3 separate regions of the Sus scrofa genome follow, and all the other regions are linked to region 2. A link is a contact called in public Hi-C and HiChIP or PLAC-seq data. All regions are on one chromosome and are shown on one strand. Each heading gives the region's core, a stretch centred on a gene start, on an enhancer-like site or on the middle of the called end of the contact. The rest is flanking DNA. Distances are from core to core; before and after follow the strand shown. Region 1 overlaps PRPF18 (PRP18 pre-mRNA processing factor 18 homolog (S. cerevisiae)). Region 2 overlaps FRMD4A (FERM domain-containing protein 4A). Region 3 overlaps PRPF18 (PRP18 pre-mRNA processing factor 18 homolog (S. cerevisiae)).

Evidence for each region. Hi-C and Micro-C count contacts between places; a contact is called where the count stands out from the background. HiChIP or PLAC-seq counts read pairs in DNA pulled down with a chosen protein or histone mark.
Region 1: an H3K27ac HiChIP or PLAC-seq map of alveolar macrophages shows a contact between it and region 2. The contact joins two enhancer-like sites. A contact is called at or near these places in 18 of 47 Hi-C or Micro-C datasets (alveolar macrophages, brain, embryonic fibroblasts and 11 more) and 2 of 2 datasets of contacts at active chromatin or transcription factors (alveolar macrophages and skeletal muscle).
Region 3: a contact with region 2 is called in a Hi-C map of skeletal muscle, with 8 times the contacts expected there. The contact joins two enhancer-like sites. A contact is called at or near these places in 3 of 47 Hi-C or Micro-C datasets (epiblast stem cells and skeletal muscle) and 1 of 2 datasets of contacts at active chromatin or transcription factors (skeletal muscle).

The regions. Positions count from the first base shown.
Region 1 is chr10:48,095,688-48,099,900 of Sscrofa11.1, forward strand. All of the region lies in intron 4 of PRPF18 (PRP18 pre-mRNA processing factor 18 homolog (S. cerevisiae)), which reads right to left. Among named protein-coding and RNA genes, the nearest start is that of PRPF18, 24 kb to the right of the region's middle. Within about 2 kb of position 1,719, at least 1 of the 83 cell types and tissues checked has an H3K27ac peak or open chromatin away from gene starts, as enhancers often do. A contact at or near this core is called in alveolar macrophages, where this site is marked.
Region 2 is chr10:47,912,826-47,916,814 of Sscrofa11.1, forward strand. The region is part of intron 6 of FRMD4A (FERM domain-containing protein 4A); the gene reads left to right. Among named protein-coding and RNA genes, the nearest start is that of PRPF18, 210 kb to the right of the region's middle. Within about 2 kb of position 2,571, at least 8 of the 83 cell types and tissues checked have an H3K27ac peak or open chromatin away from gene starts, as enhancers often do. A contact at or near this core is called in alveolar macrophages and skeletal muscle, where this site is marked.
Region 3 is chr10:48,062,970-48,067,386 of Sscrofa11.1, forward strand. PRPF18 (PRP18 pre-mRNA processing factor 18 homolog (S. cerevisiae)) reads right to left here. Exons shown (of 10, transcript NM_001244859.1): 10 at 2,923-3,348. The coding sequence ends at 3,268. Among named protein-coding and RNA genes, the nearest start is that of PRPF18, 57 kb to the right of the region's middle. Within about 2 kb of position 1,507, at least 24 of the 83 cell types and tissues checked have an H3K27ac peak or open chromatin away from gene starts, as enhancers often do. A contact at or near this core is called in skeletal muscle, where this site is marked.

The DNA of each region.
Region 1 (4,213 bases), core at 469-2,968, 180 kb after region 2:
AGGAAACAAAAATTCCACAAATGACAAGGCTCACCAGTAAAGGCATATATACAGTAAAGATATGAAATCATCCATGCACAATTATACCACCAAAATCAGAAATCATGAGAAGAGGTGGGTACAAATGCAGTACACCAGAGATGAACTTGCAATTAAGAGAACAACAACTTAAAACAATCTCATATACATATAGACTCTTACATCAAAACTTCAGAATAACTGCAAACCAAAAATCTACAATTGATACACAAACAAGGAATCTCTGGAGAAGAAATATATCTCATAGTAAATAAGTGCATAATCCACCATGAAGGGGGTCATGTGACATCATTCTCGGAATGCTGAAGTCTTCTTAGATCTGATTCTGATTTCCTCTCCATCGAAGAATTTATGATAATTATAATTAAATAATGCCACTGTACAATTAAATAATACAGTTCCACAACTGTATTATTAATAACCATTTCTCTCCATGGTACAATGTAAAGTCCATAATGTCTTGTTTATCATATCACCTAGAATGGTGTAATGCCTTTATTGAAGAAACAATGAGATGGAACAAATTGTGAGGACATATTTATATAATTACATTGTTTTTTAACCAACTTATGCATTTTATATTTTACTTATTTTCAGGGGGTGTATTATTTTTGTTATGCTTACCAGTTAAGTTATTCTTTTTACTATGTTATATAAAATATTTAATGGTACATAAGGCTTTCTTCTTTATAAACTTTAGTTGCATAATATAACAATTTAATATAATGCTAATTTTTAAAGAAAAACTGAAATGTAATAGATAAAACTAAGTAGTAAAGACAAAAGCCATAAAATTGGGATAAAGTATAGAATAAATTTCCTATTTGTCTCAGCATATTTTCCATTCCACTTCTCCAGTGGGAGTCACTTAATCTGTTTCTTAAGATCCATGTTATAATAATCTGTGTGAATGTAATTGTGTGTAAATGTATGTATTTTATTCTGTAAAAAAAAAATAAAAATAAATTAAGGCACCCTAAACTTAAAAGCTTTTGCACAGCAAGGAGACCATCAACAAAACAAGAAGTCAATCTAAGAAATAGGAGAAAATATTTACAAATGATCTGACTGACAAGGGGTTAATAGCCAAAATATCCAAACAGCTCAAACAACTACGTACCAATCCAAAATGGTCAGAAGAACCTGAATAGATGCTTCTCCAAAGTAGACATACAAATGGCTAATAGGCCATAGGCACATGAAAAGATGCTCAACACTGCTAATTATTAGAGCAATAAAAATCAAAGCCACAGGAGTTCCCGTCATGGTGCAGTGGTTAACGAATCCGACTAGGAACCATGAGGTTGCGGGTTCAGTCCCTGCCCTTGCTCAGTGGGTTAACGATCCGGCGTTGCCATGAGCTGTGGTGTAGGTTGCAGACGCGGCTCGGATCCAGCATTGCTGTGGCTCTGGCCTAAGCCGGTGGCTACAGCTCCGATTCAACTCCTAGCCTGGGAACCTCCATATGCCGAGGGAGCGGCCCAAGAAATAGCAAAAAAAAAAAAAAAAAAAAAAAAAAAAAGACAAAAAAATCAAAGCCACAATGAGGTATCCCTTCACACCTGTCAGAATGGCTATCGACAAAGTCTACCAACGGTAAACATTGAAGAGGCTGTGGAGAAAAGGGAACCTTCATTCACTGTTGGTGGTACGTAAACTGGTGCAGACATTGTGGAAATGTATGGTGGTTCCTTAAAAAACTAAAAACAGAACTACCATATGATTCAGCAATTCCACTCCTGGGTATGCATCTGGAAAAAATGAAAACAACTCATTTGAAAAGATACATGCATCCCAGTGTTCATAACAGCACTATTTACAATAGCTAAGACATGGAAGCAACCTGAGTGCCTAAAAGACGAATGGATTAAGATGATGTGGTGTGTCCATATGTGCGCGCACGTGCACCCACACACACAGAGGTACTAGCCATAAAAAAAAAAGAGCAAAATTCTGTCATTTTCAACAACATGGATGGACCTGGAGAGCATTATGCTTAGTAAAATAAGTCAGAGAAAGACAAACACTGTATGATATCACTTATTTGTGGCATCTGAAAAATAATACGGATGAATGTATATGCAAAACGGAAACAGACTCACAGATATAGAAAACAAACTTGTTTTCAAAGGGGAAAGGAAAGAGGAAATGGACAAATTAGGGGTATGGGATTAAAAGATGCAAACTACTATATTTAAAATAGATAAGCAACCAAGATATACTAGATAGTACAGAGAATTATACTCATTATCTTTTAACAACCTATAATGGAGTATAATCTGCATAGTGAATCACTGCTCCATACCTGAATTTAACACAATACTGTAATTTTTTAAATCAGTTATCAACTATAATTCAATTTTTTAAATAAGTTAAAGACAAAGAGAGAATCTTAAAAGCACAGGAAGAGAAAACGACTCGTTCATACAAGGGATTCCCCCCCACACCATGAGACAATCAGCAGATTTTTTTTTTTTTTTTTTTGCTTTTTAGGGAGCATATGGAGGTTCCCAGGCTAGGAGTCAAATCGGAGCTACAGCTGCTGGCCTACACCACAGCCACAGCACTGCAGGATCGAAGCCACGTCTTCGACCTACACCACAGCTCACAGCAATGCTGGATCCTTAACCCACTGAGTGAGGCCAAGGATCGAACCCACAACCTCATGGTTACGAGCTGGATTCATTTCTGCTGTGCCACAATGGGAACTCCTATCAGCACATTTTTAAGCAGAACCTTTGTAGGACAGACGAGAGTGGCATGATATATTCTAAATGCTACAAGAAAAAACTTCCAAGAACACTCTACCCAGCAAAGTTATCATTCAGAATTGAAGGAGACGTAAGAGTTTCCAGAAAAAGTTAGAGGAGTTCATCTCCACTAAACAAGCTTACAAGAAATGTTAAAGGAACTTCTTTAAACTGAAAAGAAAGGGTACTAATTAAGAACAAGAAAACATACGAATGTACAAATCTCACTGGTAAAGGTGGCAATTTAATCACTTATAAAGCTAGTATGAAGATTAAGAGAAAAACAGTAAAAATAACGATAATAGCTCAGGGCTACACAAGACAAAAAAAAAAGATGTAAATTGTAGTATTAGAAACATAAAACGTGGAGGGAAGAGAGTGAACATGCAGAGCTTCAGACTATGTTCAAATTTTAGTTATCAGAGTTCCCACTGTGACACAGCAGAAACGATTCTGACTAGGAACCATGAGGTTTCGGGTTCCAGCTCTGGCCTCGCTCAGTGGGTTAAGGATCCAACGTTGCCGTGAGCTGTGGTGTAGGTCGCAGACGTGGCTCAGATCCCGCGTTGCTGTGTCAGAGGCCAGTAGCAACAGCTCCGACTAGACCCCTAGCCTAGGAAGCTCCATGTGCCACAGGTGGAGCCCTAAAAAGACCAAAAAAAAAAAAAACCCGACCAAATTTTAGTTATCAACTTTCAGACTGCTCCACTTATTAAATAAGTCACAGGGATATAATGCACAGCATGGTGTCTGAAGTTGGTAACAGTGTATTATGTACCTGAAAGTTACTCAGAGTAGATCTTTAAAAAGCCCTCATCACAAGGAAAAAAAATTTGTATCCATGCATAATGATGAATATTAACTAGAATTATTGTGGTTATCATTTTGCCACATATACAAATATCAAATCATTATGCTACACCTAAAACTCATGTTATAGTCAATTATACCTCAATTTTTAAAAGGATAAATAAGGAACTCTAGTATTTGCGACACACTGAATAAGATTAGAATACAGCAAGTTGTAATATTAAAAGCTAGAAAATTTTTCAAGTAATGAAAGATGAATATTAGAAAAATTAAATCAGGTAACAAAAATTGCACAGTTTACATTAGCATTTGAGACTATCTTTTGATAAGGAAAGTGACTCAAGTTGTCAAAGAGAAATAAATATTGGTGAAATGAAGCATTACAAAACCACCTACTCTTTCTAAGAATTTAGATTAGGAAAGTTGAGACAGGATTGAAAATAAAGAAAAACAGGAAAATAAAAACATCCATGAGGATGCAGGCCATATACTTAAGCCACTGAGCAAGGCCAGGGACTGCTCCCTCATCCTCACGGATACTAGTTAGGATTACCATTGAGCCACAACGGGAACTCCGAAAATTTCTTAATTAAGCAAAACACCAAAAGCAGTAA
Region 2 (3,989 bases), core at 1,321-3,820:
GTACACCCATCATCACTGTATATCTAAATAATTGGCACGTGGTGGTATTCCTTGAGTGATCCATTTCTGATGCAGTCCTCACCTGTTAAGGTAGATGAGGGTTGAGGTCTTCTCTGCAACCATTCCACCCATACTTTCCTTTTCCAGGTTTCCCAGCATGGTGATAGCCCAGTTCTGGGTGAGAGCCAGAACCGTCAGCATTACATTATTATGACTAATCCAAGCAGCATCCTTTGGTTGTGATGCCTTTTTTAGACAACCAGTTATTTTATCTAAAGGTAGTCATTGCCTTGCTGTTACTTGTTTCAGGGTCTCTGCACCCATCAGTATTTTTCCAAAAGGTACAGATTCCCAAAAGTCCACCAGGGTTAATTTGCATATGCATCAGATAATCCAACTGTTCCTCTCTGTGGCTTGGTTTTTCTCATTTCTGCCTTCGTTGTTTTCCCCGGGACCTCCCTTTTGGAGCCCTCCGTCCTGCTCCAGGCTGCACGTGGCCTCGTTCATGGCCCTCAGGCCCAGGATGCTCCTTCCGTCCCATCCTCACCCCCGCTCTGGGCAGGGTGCTCTGCTTCTTCCTGGACCTCCTGTCTTCCTCCTGAGTTTTGGGGGGGGGTTTTGTTTGTTCGTTTTGCTTTTTTAGGGCCACACCTGCAGCATGTGGAGGTTCCCTGGCTAGGGGTTGAATCGGAGCTACAGCTGCTGGCCTACGCCACAGCCACAGCCAACACCAGATCTGAGCTGCGTCTGCAACCTACACCACAGCTCACGGCAACACCGGATCCTTAACCCACTGAGCGAGGCCAGGGATCAAACCTCCAACCTCATGGTTCCTAGTGGGATTCGTTTCTGCTGCGCCATGACGGGAACTCTGTCTTCTTGTGTTTTGCTTTATGCCATTGTTTCCCTGGAGAACATCCTGCCGTAATCCAGAGAAGGTGGACAGGGGCCATAAAATGTTGGGGTCTTTGCGCATCTGAAAGAGTCTTTGTTCCACCTTCGTCTTTGAGTAATAGTTTGACTGGAAGTGGAGATAAGGGAATGTTTTCTCTCAGAATATCAGAGGGGTTGCCTCGGAGCCTTGGAGAGCTGCTCTGGGGGCGTCTGCTGTGCTCACACTCTATTTGGACTCACGCTCACCTCCACCACCGGCAACAGGATCTTTCAGGATTTCCTCTTTATTCCTCTTCATCTGAAACTTCAGGGTGTGTGCCCAGAAGTGGGTCTTTATAAACCCACTATGTTGGGTATCCCATGGGTGCTTTAGCCTGGAATCGGATTCTGCTTTAGTTCTGGGAGGTGTTTTGTATTCTTTCCTTCTTTTTTCTTTTTTCTGTTTTTTTGGCCAACCCCGACATTTGGAGTTCCCACACCAGGGACCAAACCTAAGCCACAGCTGCAACGTAAGCCGTAGCTGCAGCAATGCTGGATCCATAACCCACTGTGCCGGGCTGGGGATTGAACCTGCGTCCCAGCACTCCCAAGACGCCGCCAATCCCACCGCGCCACAGTGGGAACTCCTCGCATTCCTTCTTTGATGATGTCTGTTGCCTCTGTGCTCTCCTTCTGGAGCTCCCGTTAATCCAGTACCCGACTTGGCCTCCTGCTTCAATACCTGGTTTCTCTTATTTTCCATCTTTGTCGTTTTGTTTTACTTTATGGGCGATTTCCTCAATGTTACCTTTAATCTCCTCTCTTGACTTTCCAACCTTTGCCATCATGTTTTGAATATCCAAGACTTCCTTCACATTATCTGATTTTTCTTTGTATACTTACAATCCTATTACTGTTTTTGAACCTAATAGGCTCATCCCTCCAATCCTAGTAATTATCCTGCCTGTTCTGTGTGCTTGCTGTTTCTTCCGATTTCTTTATTTCTTTCCTGTTTCTTGATTTTGGTCTCCGTGTTGCCTGTAGGAAGCGTTCCAGCCACATTTAAGAGGGGCCTCACTCCAAAGCTGCGAGTGCCCAGGTGGAGTCGGTCAAACCCCTGGGACCATCCCTGTGGAGTGTCCCGGAGGAGAGCTGGTTCTTTCAGTGGGAACCCCAGGCATCAGTGCTTGGTGTTTTTTTCTCGTGGTGATGCATTGTCTCCAGAGGATGTCATGTCTTACTTCCCTCGAGGATGTCCCCTCCCACTTCCAGGGTCTGGGGGAGGGGGTGGCCTCCATTGCGATGTAACCCGCTTTGCGTCCCTGAGATCTCAGTTCACCTCATTCCAGCTTCCTGTGCATCTTCTCCAGAGAGCAAACCTCTGTTCTCTTCAACAGCACAAAAGTAGAGAAGGGTGTTTTGTTTCGTTTGTGTCTTTGTTTTGTCATTTTTCCCCCAACCACGCGTGCCAGCCCCCACCCCCTACTCTTCCTTCACCAGGAAACAGAAAGCCTAACTCAGTGAATTTCCCGCTCACTTCTCCTTGCTTTACGGTCCCTGACTTTATACCGAAAGAGCAGGAAATTACAGTCAGAATCTGTCCAAGTTGCAGAAAGTTAGAATCTGATCAGGAGGGAGCAGAAGGAAGTACTGGACTGGGTCACAGACACCCCACGTGGCCACTTGTTCCAGCAGCATCTCTGTTGTGTTTTGACTCACGAAGGGGACCAGTCGAGGAGGGAAAGGAAACTTATGACCAAGGGTGGCTGAAACTCATTTAGAGATGTGTGTCTGGATCTGAGGGACCCCAGGGGAAGTCAGCCTGGGGTGATGTGTGTTTCCTGGAAGCAGAGCTTTCCTGCCAAGCTCTCCATCTGGTCGCCTCTCTCTTTGGATATAGCTTCCAGTGTCCACTGGAGAGGCCCATCGGTCAGCCGCGAGGGGGGCAGTGGACTTGTCAGACTAGAGGGAATGGTGGGTGGATGTGATTCTAAACTCAGCTCTCCCCCCACCTTCAGGGTTGACTCCTGCCTGCTTGGAGTTCTCCACTGACAAAGCGAGATTTCTGTTAGACATTTTCAAAATTGTTGATAAACTTTCAAATGCTTTGCAAACAGCAAAGGCTAAGCCATAAAATACCAGGGCTTTTTTTTTTTTTTTCTTCTTTCTTTGCATTAAAAAAGTTTTTATTGGTATTCCCACTGTAGCCTAATGGAATCAGCAGCATCTTGGGAGCACCGGGACACAGGTTTGATCCCCAGCCCAGCGCAGTGGGTTGAGGATCCAGCATTGCCACAGCAACAGCTTAGGTCTAAACTGCGACTCTGATCTGATCCCTGGCCCAGGAACTCCATGTGCCTTGGGGTAGCCAACAAAAGAAAAAAAAAATATTATGGAAGTTATAGGCATTCAATATAGTGATTCACAACTTTTAAAAATTATACTGCATTTATAGTTACTGTAAACTATTGGCTATATTCCCATGTGTATGCTATATCATTGTAGCTTATTTTTTTTAAGAGTAAAAACCCTGGGAGTTCCCACTGTGGCTCAGTGGGTTAAGAATCCAACTGCAGCGGCTTGGGTTGCTGTGCAGGTGCAAGTATGAACCCTGGCCCAGCACAGTGAGTTAAAAGATCTGGAATTGCCGCAGCTACAGCGTAGGTCAGAGCTGTGGCTCGGGTTCAATCCCTGGCCCAAAAACTTCCATGTGCCAAGGGTGTGGCTGGAAGAAAAAAAAAAAAGCGTAAAAACTCTTCATTTTGTTGGCGTTCCATTGTGGTTCAGTGGTTAATGAATCTGACTAGTAACCATGAGGTTGCTGGTTCAATCCCTGGCCTTGCTCAGTGGGTTAAGGATCCGGCGTTGCCGTGAGCTGTGGTGTAGGTTGCAGATGCGGCTCGGATCCTGAGTTGCTGTGGTTCTGGCGTAGACTGGCGGCTACAGCTCCGATTGGACCCCTAGCCTGGGAGCCTCCTTATGCCATGGGAGCGGCCCAAGAAATGGCAAAAAAAAAAACAAACAAAAACCTCTATTTTATTTACTAATTTTTTATAATTATTACTATTGTCTCTTTTTGGCTTTTTAGGGCTACACCCGCGACATATGGAGGTTCC
Region 3 (4,417 bases), core at 257-2,756, 150 kb after region 2:
TTATAATCCATGGTTTTCAAACTGCTGGTCACAACATATATTAATGGGTTGTCATCCACTTTTTGAAGTCAAAACCAGCCAGCTTATTTCTTATAGAAATACAACAAAAAACCTAAGAATGTACCGCACATGGTATCGTCAGCGCTTCTGCTGGGTACTCATAAATGCACATAATGCTGGGTCTCCACACCCGTTACTGCTGTGAGTTGTAGTCAAAAGGCTCCGAAGCTACAACTTTAAATCTCCTCCTTCCCAGGATGACAGAAGCTCGAAGCCAGGTTCAAGCAACAACACTGACCGGTTCACGATCTAAGTCTCAAAGCAAGAGCAGTTTGGGAGCAACGACAACTTGGTTTTGTCAATTCATAGAATCTGGGAGCTCAGAGGGCAAGGAGAGCAGACTGTGCAAATGACTCTCGACTGCCTTGGCAGGAAGCTCGGTGACTGGATCCATGATCACCAACGACACTCAAAATGAAGCTCGAAACGTCTAAGCTGCCCTCTGTGGTCAAAGTGCATGTTCATCTGAAATGCTGTGAGAAGGCTGACAATTATTTCAAAGCTGGTGCTTGGGGACAGAGATGAGAGACTAAGCAAAAGGAAGTGACCTAGTTAAGTAGAGTAACTATTACCAACAACACACAGATGAGTCAGAGCAAGCTGTATAAAGTGCCCAAAAGTTTACGATGTGGAAAAATCAATAATCAATGCTTTCAAAAATAAATAGTTTTGAAAACAAAATAAACTGTTTTGGTAAATGTAAAGAACTTTTTAATGAGGACAGTTCCAAAGTCTTAAATGGGGTCGGCTCACACCATAGCAGCCGCTAACCACACGGCATTCCCTCCAATTAGTCCACGCTACCAGAACTGATTTTTAAATTTCGGAAGATTTTAAGGTTACTGTTAACCATTCCAGTACTAGTGTAAGTTATAATGCAGCCCATTGAAAGGCAGAGTCTGTGATGAGAACCAGTTGCCATAACAGTGTTCTCACAGTGACCCTCTCGGGACTGGAGCTGGCTCCTCACACTCTCAACAGCTGGAAACTCTTACATAAACCTGCCGTGAGAAAGTGCTTTTGTTTCAAGACTCCCAACACGATTCCACCCCACAACTTCTATGGGATCAAGTTATTCTTCCAGGGGCTCCATGGGTGTCTCCTGGTGGAGGATGGGGGAGGAAGGAGACACGATCCGCCAAGTTACGCGCTTGGAGATATTCAGTCAAAGGCAACAGCCCCATCTCAACTTCCCCTTTCACAATCAGCCCCACTTAGTTCTACCGTCCCTCCATGTCCAGAGGCATTAAAGGGGGTTATCGTGGGCTGAAAAGGAGCCAGTAATGGGAATCCCCCTGATTCGAACTGACCAAACACTTAACTTTCTTTCAAATAAAAAGACAACTATATCCGTCAAATCCCAGGACAATCTAAAGTGCTGGCTGGGTCAGGAGATGATCAGAAGGAAGAACTTGCCATTACGAAGTCACACTGCTCTGGGCCCTATCTTCTATTCCTCCAAATTCTTCCTGACAGCCCACAGACATGGTGCATGCCAAAGGCTGCTATTAATGACAGCAGCCTGCCTCGTTCTGGTCTCTCGAGAGACCTCCCCCTTCTTCCTACAAGATCCGGACCGTCCTCTCTCTTCCTGCTATGTGCCAATCACCTTTGGCCTCAGCTTTATTTTCCTAGTTTTCCCCAGAGGCTGAAATCACAGCCGTGACTTCCAGACTGCCATAGCCCTGTGCTGCAATGCTGACAAATACTGGTCAGTCTTTGCAGTTGGCAGGAACACTAAGAAATGCAGTGTTGACTTCCAAGGGAAAACCAATGTTTCACTGAATCTGAATCCAGAAAGACACAGCTTGGAAGGTGTCTGGGGAGGAAGAAAAGGAAGAATATTCTTATTTCAGGACTATGACTGATGTTAAAAGATGGGCCGTTATTACTTTAGAAATATCTAAAAACCAGACATCTGCAAAACTAAAATTTTCACGATTTGGGAACTATGAGAGTTCCTTTTTTAAGTATGTCCCCATGATAGATGCAGTTACCTGTACAGCTTTAACTTCAGGGAAACTTTTCTACATGAGATATACTTCTTTCAACCTGCCTCCCTCTACCTGAGCCCAAAATGATTAAACATTCACAGCACCACTGAATGTTACAAGCTTTTTTCCCCCAAACCATATATCCATACTTGTCAGTTTTAGAAGGTACTAGTGTCACATGATGCAGTTTCTTCTTTGTGTGTAATAATAACTAAGAGCAAATGGGAAGATAACATGAAATTAGCTGACCACCATGCTGTGGCCTGACTGTGGATAGAAAAAAAGGGATGTGGGGAGCATTCACTTGCCAGTATGTATAAACAAGTTCTATACAAGATTGTGTAATACAGGTCTACACTGTTGTCGTATCTTAAGAAAGCTCCCTTCCAACTAATTTAATAACAAGAAACAGTTTCTAAAGTGGGGTGGGGAGGCACACAACCCTGATTCAGTTCCGGGGCGGGGGGGGGGAGGACCCTCAGCCATCATTGCACAAATAAGCAGCCGACATGATCAGACAGGCACAGCCACAGACCCACAGGTGGCCAAAACTGGCTTCCAAGCCTTCCCAGGAGAGGCCAGGGTAAGTAAATCTATACCCCCCAATCAGCTGACTCCGGTTCCCACATCCTCTACCCTTGAGGGCTCAGAACCAGCTCAAAGTGGGAGCAGCTACCTTGCTTAACACTCAACAGTAGTAACACTTACACTCAAATCTACTACAAGATGGCAAAACTTCAGCAACATTTAAGGACTATTAAGGGTCATTAAATGGTTCTGTATTTTTGTTGAAAAATATAAAAATATTTTTTCTATAAATACTACATAAAAGTCAGTGTGAAAATTATATTTTACAAAGACAATTAAGTCCATCCTCAAAAGTTCCTTTTTAATCTTCTAACTTTCAGATCTGGAAGGGAAAAGTCATTTTAAAACACCTCCTGGGACTGCTGTCTACACATTCAAATTATGAAGAAAAAGTCTTTAGAACTTAAATTTTCAACTATTTAAAATAAAAGCAAGACACAAAAATCACTCTGCAGTCAGATATGACATGGGAGCCAATACAGTTCTTAAAACCAAGTTGCATTAGGCAGAACTCAGAGACCAGAAACTCCTTTTGTCTTCTTTCCTCATTCCCGCTGGTAACTCCGGAAGTCCATGCCACGCTTCCTTAAGTTTCTTGTTGATATTTACACATCACATACAGGTCTCATAGTGCATTGTATTCCACACATTTTGACGGATCTGTAGGAAAGTGCTTCTGGCAAATGGTCATCAACCTCTTTAATCCCTAAAAAAATAAGGAAAACAAGTTGCTTATAATCTGGTTAAACAAATCTTAATTGCCCTCCTCTGTACTCACTCCAGTTTACCAATGTCCCCACTAAAATGGAGCAGGCCATCCCCTGCAGTACCACTCAGACGCTTACTGAGAGAAATGTTTATCCATGTGCACCCAGAGAAAGGCACAAGATGGTCACAGCAGTGCTCTTCACAAACATAACATCCAAAGCACCAGAAACAGTCCCAACATCCATCATAGGGAGAATATGTGAATAAAGTTTTCGTATGCTCACAAATGGAACATATCACATCAGTGAACACGAACTACCTAGAGCTACAGGTAACAATTTAGCCTTTCTCCACCAGTTTCAATAGATAATCAAGCCCTGCTGTCCAGCCTAAAGCATCCAGTCCCTGCAGTGAGACAGTTCCTCTCCTATGCAGCCTAAAAGGGTGCTATGTGCACACCATCCGTGGGAAAAGTGAGAAAATGGGCACTCAAATCACCTTCTGTGTTCTATGACCCAGATGAGGAACTCCGGTTTAGAACAATACACACCAATCTTAGAACAAAAGGCCATACAGTATTATACTTTTTTTTTTTTTTGTATAGTGTGAGGAAGAAAGAATGTATACATGTATGTGTAACTGGGTCGCCATACTGTACAGCAGAAAAAAAAAAAGGAAAAAACTCAAAAAAAAATTTGTATTTTACACATTTAATTTTTTTAGGTTTTTTGTTTTTTTTGTGTGTGTTTTATCTTTTTAGTGCCACACCCTCAGCATATGGAGGTTCCCAAGCTAGGGGTCAAATCGGAGCTACAGCTTCCGGCCTCCACCACAGCTACAGGAACGTAGGATCCAAGCCACATCTGCGACCTACACCACACCTCACGGCAATGCCAGATCCTTAACCCACCAAGTGAGGCCAGGGATCAAACCCACAACCTCATGGTCCCTAGTCCGATTCTTTTCTGCTGCACCACGACGGGAACTCTGTATTTTACACAGTTTTTTAAGGTTACTTCCCATTTACAGTTATTACAAAATACTGGCTATATTCCCTGCGTTGTACA